3 separate regions of the Bombyx mori genome follow, and all the other regions are linked to region 1. Evidence: chromatin contacts called from public Hi-C data. All regions are on one chromosome and are shown on one strand. Each heading gives the region's core, a stretch centred on a gene start, on an enhancer-like site or on the middle of the called end of the contact. The rest is flanking DNA. Distances are from core to core; before and after follow the strand shown. Region 1 holds the start of LOC101736598 (leucine-rich repeat and calponin homology domain-containing protein). Region 2 overlaps LOC101736598 (leucine-rich repeat and calponin homology domain-containing protein). Region 3 overlaps LOC101736598 (leucine-rich repeat and calponin homology domain-containing protein).

What was found. Hi-C and Micro-C count contacts between places; a contact is called where the count stands out from the background.
Region 2: a contact with region 1 is called in a Hi-C map of whole pupa, with 2.2 times the contacts expected there. The contact joins the enhancer-like site here to the promoter of LOC101736598 in region 1. A contact is called at or near these places in 2 of 7 Hi-C or Micro-C datasets (both in whole pupa).
Region 3: a Hi-C map of whole pupa shows a contact between it and region 1, with 4 times the contacts expected there. The contact joins the enhancer-like site here to the promoter of LOC101736598 in region 1. A contact is called at or near these places in 4 of 7 Hi-C or Micro-C datasets (midgut and whole pupa).

The regions. Positions count from the first base shown.
Region 1 is chr4:4,285,943-4,288,642 of ASM3026992v2, reverse strand. LOC101736598 (leucine-rich repeat and calponin homology domain-containing protein) reads left to right here and starts at 1,430. Exons shown (of 10, transcript XM_062668082.1): 1 at 1,430-1,633. The coding sequence starts at 1,444. It overlaps LOC101738219 (elongation factor G, mitochondrial), which reads right to left and starts at 747. Exons shown (of 11, transcript XM_038010643.2): 1 at 543-747. The coding sequence starts at 617. All of the region lies in intron 1 of LOC134198741 (a long non-coding RNA gene), which reads right to left.
Region 2 is chr4:4,248,192-4,250,891 of ASM3026992v2, reverse strand. All of the region lies in intron 2 of LOC101736598 (leucine-rich repeat and calponin homology domain-containing protein), which reads left to right. The region is part of intron 1 of LOC134198741 (a long non-coding RNA gene); the gene reads right to left. Among protein-coding and RNA genes, the nearest start is that of LOC101743906, 7.3 kb to the left of the region's middle. Within about 2 kb of position 1,446, at least 2 of the 8 cell types and tissues checked have open chromatin away from gene starts, as enhancers often do.
Region 3 is chr4:4,229,215-4,231,914 of ASM3026992v2, reverse strand. LOC101736598 (leucine-rich repeat and calponin homology domain-containing protein) reads left to right here. Exons shown (of 10, transcript XM_062668082.1): 5 at 1,200-1,461. The region is part of intron 1 of LOC134198741 (a long non-coding RNA gene); the gene reads right to left. Among protein-coding and RNA genes, the nearest start is that of LOC101743906, 26 kb to the left of the region's middle. Within about 2 kb of position 1,369, at least 3 of the 8 cell types and tissues checked have open chromatin away from gene starts, as enhancers often do.

The DNA.
Region 1 (2,700 bases), core at 181-2,680:
AAACAATAGACAATTAAAAACAAATTTTCTTACGGTCTTACTTCAACCGTCTTGCTACTACTTTCTACTTTAACACTCTGTTATTGTTATGGTGTATTTATGGCTCAAGGTATGCACTGCATTATAGTATTGCTTACATGTGCGAGATGAGGTGAAGTGAGGCAACTTTTTGGCTTTTCACTTTATTACTTATATGTTTTATCCATGAAGCAGTTTACATCTCATGCTGCTAAATAGTAATTGGAGCATCTAGACAGCACAATTAGTGCTTAAAATACAGTGCTTACTAAAATGAGCTTACTGGATCATAATATGAGCTCACATGCCGACAGATAAAACGATCGAAACATTATGCACTCATGGGAAAAAATATTTTTACAGCGACTCTAGAGAAGCTATTTCCTATGCCATATATAAGTTTGAGAAACACATGCCAAATGTATTTTTATCCAGGGTAGTTCATAGCTTAAAACAGAAACCAAAAATTACGTAAATGTGCCGGATGATATTATTTCCTATAGTATCATAAAATTAATGATTACCTCAATTTGAAATACACTCGATTTTTTTGTATTTTTAAGCGCATTTATTAAACGAAATGCATAAGAAATTGTCATTTTAAAATATTATATTATAAATAATTCTAATTTTATTATCACAGTTCAGTGGATTTTTAGGTTATACAATTCTAAAGTAATTGCACTGTAAATAAATGTCAATTGTCAATGTCACATATACATTACTGTCATTTTGTTTAATTCTTATGTTGGTGCCCATGCCTTCTGACGATAGCGTCAATTTTTTGGTCAATCAATTCTCGATTACTGGAAATAAAATTATGAATGGATTTTCTTTTTCTTGATTAAATAAATTCTAATAGTTGTTAATTAGTTAAATGTTAAATATAGTAAAAATAGTATAGCGTATATAAAAGTTTTGAAGTCGTCGCGTCGTGCCCTAAAGGTTATAACACTTGGAAATACATACATAACAAATATTCACGGTTGTCTATTAAGGCGAAGAAATGATATCATGCATTAAAAATAAAGCCTGCTAAATTATAGCTTGCGTAATAATTGGTTGTAGGGCCAAGCATTGTTTCGTTTCATTTTGGGGAAGCAACCGTTGTACTGTAAAAACTAAGACTTTAGAAATAATGTCTAAAGTAGATGGCGACATTTGCGTTGTTGATGTCTATGGGGCCCCGATAAACATTTAACACCAGGTGGGTTGGAGCTCGTCTACCTATCAAATCAATAAAAAAAAATCTAATAACATATAAAATCAAATAAAATATAGAATAAATAAAGTATATGTTCAAAATTAGACCGCTTTAATATTGAACGAATAAATCTGAAGTTGGTGCGATACAATTTGCGCTTAGCCAACTTACAGAAAAAAGAAAAAGCTGAAAACAGTTTTCTGTTTTAGTTTAAAAAGAATATGGCCGTGTTAGGGCCGTGTGTGAGTGGAAATATGAACGGGCAAAGTAATATCCATAGTCAGTTAACAAAATCATTAGAAAGAATTTTGGAAGATGCGTACCTTAGTGGTGAATTAAAATTAAGTGGACGTAAACTTAGAGATTTTCCGAAACCTGTGAAATATGACTTGAGTGATACAGTTGTTGCTGGTAAGTCGAAGTTTTATAAATAAATGCTGGTGCATTTCTGTGTTTATTAATTTATTTTGGGCCGGTTTTACGTATAGACGACGTAGAAGAGAGCTTAAGAATCATAAAAATGTTTTATTTTTGTATACCGGCATGCGTATCGGCGACGCTATCTTTATTTGTCATCAAATCGATCGGTACCTGTGATAGCCTAGCGCAGATAGGTAATAAGATTTCCGGTCTGTATACCTATTACTGACTGCATATAATGTTTCCGAGAAACATAAAATACGATATTAAGATTACGTAGTTGCGCTGATAACAGTGAGAGAATATTTTATTTACGTTTCTTTAGATGTACACATGTGTTTTTGTTTTTCGATAACTTTGAGTGGGTTTTTATTTTATTGCTTCAAACTGTACTGAAAATGTTTACATGTGAACACAATACCACCACTCTCTGTCCTAGTTAGCCAAATTAGAAAAATGTTTTATTTTCGTTTTGAACTAAGATTCGCGGATAGGACGTTGACCTTTTTGAGTCTGCTAGTTACTGTTGTTGAGAACACTTAAGAATAGGCTAAACTAGATGAAGTGTTATTTTCTTTAATAAATGATATAATTAGAAGAAAAAGACACTTGTAACTGTAGTAAACAACATCTTTGTAAGCACACACTCATCATTTTATTTCCATACTATTCTTAGGGGTCTAGTGGAGCAGAGTTCTAAATACGGTGTTTATTTGTATATAAATATCTTAACAAACTTTGATTACTTTGATTTATTCACCCACATGAATACATACAGAAGAAATAAACAAATTGAACTTACTGTTTTAACTGTGGCTCCTTGGGATTAAAATCTTAAGTGCTGTGTGGTAAACACATCTTAAAGCATGTGTTAATGAACTCATTTATAGTTTTGCCCAGTCAAGTGGTTACTGTTTGGACAATAGATGATCAATTTATAAGTCTTAATATATATATTTTTTTTATTGCTTAGATGGGTGGACGACCTCACAGCCCACCTGGTGTTAAGTGGTTACTGGAGCCCATAGACATCTACGACGTAAATGCGCCACCCACCT
Region 2 (2,700 bases), core at 197-2,696, 38 kb after region 1:
TGAGAAGATCCGGCGAGAAACTCGGTGGGCTGTGTCTGTGGGTTAATTTACTCGTCGAGCCCTTCGTCACAAGCGACGGGTTCGCCGAGAACGATGACCGGTGCTTGAGGTACCTAAAAGCACCGTTAGTGGATCGGGATGATCCGAAATGACGTGTTTTGGGCGACGTCGACTACTTTCCATTCTGTCCGCAGGATCGGGAATGTAGTTACCGGCGGCCACGATGAGAGGGTTCTCGTCTCGAAATGGTCTACTTTGATATTAATGTTGTGTACCATCGACACTAAAACATTTTCAAGAACGTTTTAACGTCAAAAACATTTTAATGTAAGGACCTACATTCATTATTTTTTTGTATGAATCAATAAAAATACTTCACAAAATATATTGTTAGTATATTATTTGACAAAAAACGAAAGCCTTTCGAACACCCACACACTTTTGCTTTCGAGTGTCCGATTTCATCTGCAAAGCAGTAACGCAAACGTTTGCCACGAAATCTTTCTCATATGAATATCTAACTGTGTTACATAAACATTTGAAGAATCTGTTCATTACATAGCCCAGTTATTAAAAATAATGTTTGTAAAATGGAATAGAAGAATGACTTGTCTGTATATATTTAGTTGATTAATTGTTGAGTAAGAGAAACTCTTATAATTGAGAAATAGTAATTAAAGGTTGTTGTAAGAATATGGATTAAGATAATATTTTTATTTTTAATTTTTTTTATTGCCTTTGTAGGCAGACGAGCATACGGCCCACCTGATGGTGAGTGGTTACCGTCGCCCATGGACTTCAGCAATGCCAGGGGCAGAGCCAAGCCGCTGCCTACCGCTAAATAATAGGCGGTTAGTTTGTTATACGGCTACTGAAGCTCATACACGCATAATAATATCAGCTCATATTAGGATCCGAAGATCACATGACTGGATGATGGACACAACACTAAAAACACCAGAATGGTTCGCCTTTTTGTCATTTCTCCATCATTGGTTTTAGTTAGATTAGAAGCGGTTGACTAAGTATTCGCATTTTTCAGTTGAGAAAATCAGGTCGACTATGTCATCTGACTGCTACTGTGGGTGGTTTGTGTTAATAAAAAAAAACATTTAAAGAAAACTGGCATCTGACCAGATGCAACCACGACATGGTCTATTAAAATCACCTCAATCTTGTAAAATATTCGCAAAATCGTGAACATATATGCAAGTACATAATTACTTAGAAAAATTGTTTATTCTTTCGTGAACACTTTTAAATATGGAGCTGCGATCTTCTTAATAAATAAAAAACGAATTTAAATAATAACTTTTTGGTTTTATAATAATTCATTTCAACTTATACGCTTTTACGAATAAATTATTATTATAATTATATGTATGTACCTACAAAGCGTTTCTTCACATATCGCTGTTGCTATCGGAAAGCCAACAATACTTTTACGAAATATAAATAAATAATATGAACTCATAATTTCTTTATCTTGTTGTATTATTTAAGCAGAATAACGCAATATATCTATTTGTTATGTATGTTATAATGCGTGAATCTTTAAAACTATTGCTATTGTAATATGTGTTTTTTTATAATAATTACGTGACAAAATAGACTACAGTTATTAATTCTAAATTTTAAATTTTGTAATTACATTGTTCTGTTGACAAATATATTCATAATATTTGTTTACGTTTATAAGGGCTTAGTATGATATGTTACAGGAAAAATACTATTATAAATATATTGGTAAGGTATAGTTGCTCAATTGATAAATGGCCACGTCCCAGCATGGCAGGGCCCCATCTCTTCCCGCGGGTGTCGTAAAGGACCATGGGGTCCAGCGGAGAATGGGCAGTGACATTCACTGAGTATTATTATATCAACTAACTGCGATCGCTAACTGCTAATTATTGGTAGAGGCGATGTAGTAAACCGGCACGAGTGTGTGCCGCAAGCTTGCGTTTTTTTTGTCGCGAATCAGCCATGTTTAGAATACAATTGAGACATCGACTCATTTGTCAAGGTGGGTTTTTTTATTGCTTAGGTTTGTGAACGAGCACACGGCCCACCTGGTGTTAAGTGGTTACCGGAGTCCATAGATATATAAATCGTAAAAGCCGCCACTCACCTTGAGATATGAGGTCCAAGGTCTCAGTATAGTTACAACGGCTGCCCCACTCTTCCAACCGAAACGAAATACTGCTTCACGGCAGAAATAGGCAAGGTGGTGGTGTCTACCCGTGCTGACTCACAAGAGGTTCTACCACCAGTAATTACACAAATTAAAATTTTGCGGGTTTGATTTTTATTACACGATGTTATTCCTTCACCGTGGAAGTCAATCGAGAACAATTGTTAAGTACGTATTTCATTGTTTGACGGCATTCACGCTGTGATATCTGCGTTATCTGGTGATAGAGCCATATGGGCTCTTCTTGTAACCACTTAACACCAGATAAACCGTGAACTAATTAACTTATTTTTGCAATAAAAAGTCATAGGAAGCCTTTGATTTTGCGTTATTCAATATCTTAAACAAAGGACGCAAGTATTTCATTGTTAAATGCTTTGTTTCTTCGTTCCAATAGAAAATATATGCAGGATGCATCAGATCCGTTAAGTATCCGGAGTAGGACTGAGTCAGAAACTTATAATATACTAGCGGCCCGCTCCGGCTCCGCTCGGGTCTTTAACAAAAAT
Region 3 (2,700 bases), core at 120-2,619, 57 kb after region 1:
CACTACCCGCATGCGACCTTCCGTACATTGATGGTACATATAAACCAAACCAACCTTGCTTAAAGTGTCGTTACATTCAGTGTATCTATATATTAATACGTGAAGAAAAACTTTGTATCCCTTTTTACGAAAATTGCGCGGACGGAGGAGTATGAAATTTTCCACACTTATAGAGAATATAGAGAAGAAGTGCACAATGCTAATTTTTTTTTAATAATGCATAAAAGATACATTAAATCAATAAAGAAAACATTACACACACTACATACCATGTATTTGACGCACACACGCATGCATACTATTTATTGTCAAACTTTTATTCTTGACGTCTGTTGTCAAATTGAGAATAGATTAAATATTGTTTGTCTTTGTTAATATTTTTTATAGTGTAGTCTTGGCGAAATTTGTGATTATAGAAGTATAAAATACAATTATAATAGTGTACAAACTTACAATTCCAATTAATGATAGTCGAATTTCGACTACTGCGGGACCTCTAGTTCATAGTAAATTTACTTTAGACACTTTATACGAGGATGACATCTTTTTCAACCAACTCCATCAGACGTACTATGTATGCAGAATAACTGGTTTAATTTGTTTTTAAATCGTTTGACCATTAAGGCAATTAGTTTCTCGTTATCTTTTATAAAAATAAAATAACGTTTTAAATTTGAGTCGTAAGAAATGTCAGTTTATGTTCCAAGTAAATCTTCTGTGTGGGAAGAATCATCAAATGTCACCTCCTCTGTATTGCGCAATCGCTTTAGAGAGTATCTTTTGTTTTGCTTATAGCATAGATGTTATAGATTGTGATTGTAGAATGTCTCATGACACCTGATCCGATATCAACTACATATTTTTGCAGCGAAACAGTAATGTGTTCTGTTTTGAAAGGGTCAATTGAGTAATCACTGAAGTCTTCAAACAAAGTGTTCTTCTGTCTAAGAAAATTTATGTATGATCTGATGATATTAAGTGGTTACCGGTACCCATACACATCAAAAACGTAAACGCCGCATTGCCACGTGAGTTTTAAGTCTCAGTTTTTACCGTACACCGGCTGCCCTACCCTACGAACCGAAACGCATTACTGCTTCACGGCAGAAATAGGCAGGGTGGTGGTTACCTACCCGCACGGGTTCACAAGACGCCCTACCACCAGCATTATAAAATTTTGTTAATAATTCGATTTACAGGTATGCATGCGCGGGCGCGTGCACATCTTCAAATATTTAGAGAACATGGCGAACAAAGACACGTTGCCCTCGCACAAGAGAGTCGAAGAGACCCGGTGGTCGACCAAACATAACTCGTACGTTATCAGCTCGCCCACCCAGAACGTAACGCATCAGATCACCTCCGGCAACGCTACTATAGACTGCCTCAGGCATAAGCCGCGACACGTCGTGGACAGCGGCTACTGTACAGACGGAGTTGATAAACGGTGGTCGAATGATGGTGAGTCCTTTATTCTTCTTTTTTTATTTATTGCTTTTAATGGGTGGACGAGCTCACAGCCCACCTGGTGTTAAGTGGTTAGTGGAGCCCATAGACATGTACAACGTAAATGCGTCACCCACCTTGAGATATGAGTTCTAAGGTCTCAGTATAGTTACAACGGCTGCCCCACCCTTCAAACCGAAACGCATTACTGCTTCACGGAAGAAATAGGCAGGGTAGTGGTATCTACCTGTGCGGACTCACAAGAGGTCCTACCACTGGTAATTACGCAAATTATCAAATCGTGAACATTTATTAAGTACGTATTTCATTAGAAAAATTGGTACCCGCCTGCGAGATTCGAACACCGGTGCATCGCTACATACGAATGCACCGGACGACTTATCCCTTAGGCCACGACAACTTCTAAATCTTCGACTTGTACGACTTCTTCTTCTTCTGCACTCGAATGTTCTAGGCTTATAGCGTTGATGTGTTCTTTGGTTTAAACGAATCGAAGACAGCTACACATTTGGACTGCGGATTGAGTACTTCTAACGATGCCGGAAACTACTCAACACAGCTGAACTTTAATATCGCAAACAAAGAAGTTCTTACAATAATAATCTAATTTAAAAAAGGAATAAATTTGATATTAAATTAAATTAAATAATAAATTGTTCAAAATATTACATCCTACCTTCTAGAACAGAGAAAATAGCTTTAAATGAAATCAGTTTGATTATGACACGTCACTGATATTGTTTCACTATGACGTCATTAATTGATCGTTTTCCGTGAGACTGCGGCAGTAGCCAAGCCGAAATATCTTTCGTCTGTTATTATAGCATTTAACAGAAAACACGGACTTTGTCCATACAAATGAATTCCTGTTTTCCTCCGGAAAATAAACTAACAGTTTTTTCGTTACTATTAGAAAAATTGTTATTATAAAATATTATCCACCATTTTTGACATTTTTTGTCACCCTAAACATTTGTAAGGAAACACAACATTAAAGCAAAGCCAGCATTAAACATACATGCTGGTTTTTAAATTAGCGTACAAGAGATGTTGTGATCTAAAAAGCTTTCAGGATTATCTTAAGACATCAAAACTATAATTTACAAATTCCCCCGCTTCCAATTCCCAACATGTTGTTGCTGTCCCTGAACTTAGTGTCATAAAATAAGTGATGCGATGACATTTTTATTACCGGAAACTATACGAAATTGGCACCGTTATATGAGACCGCAT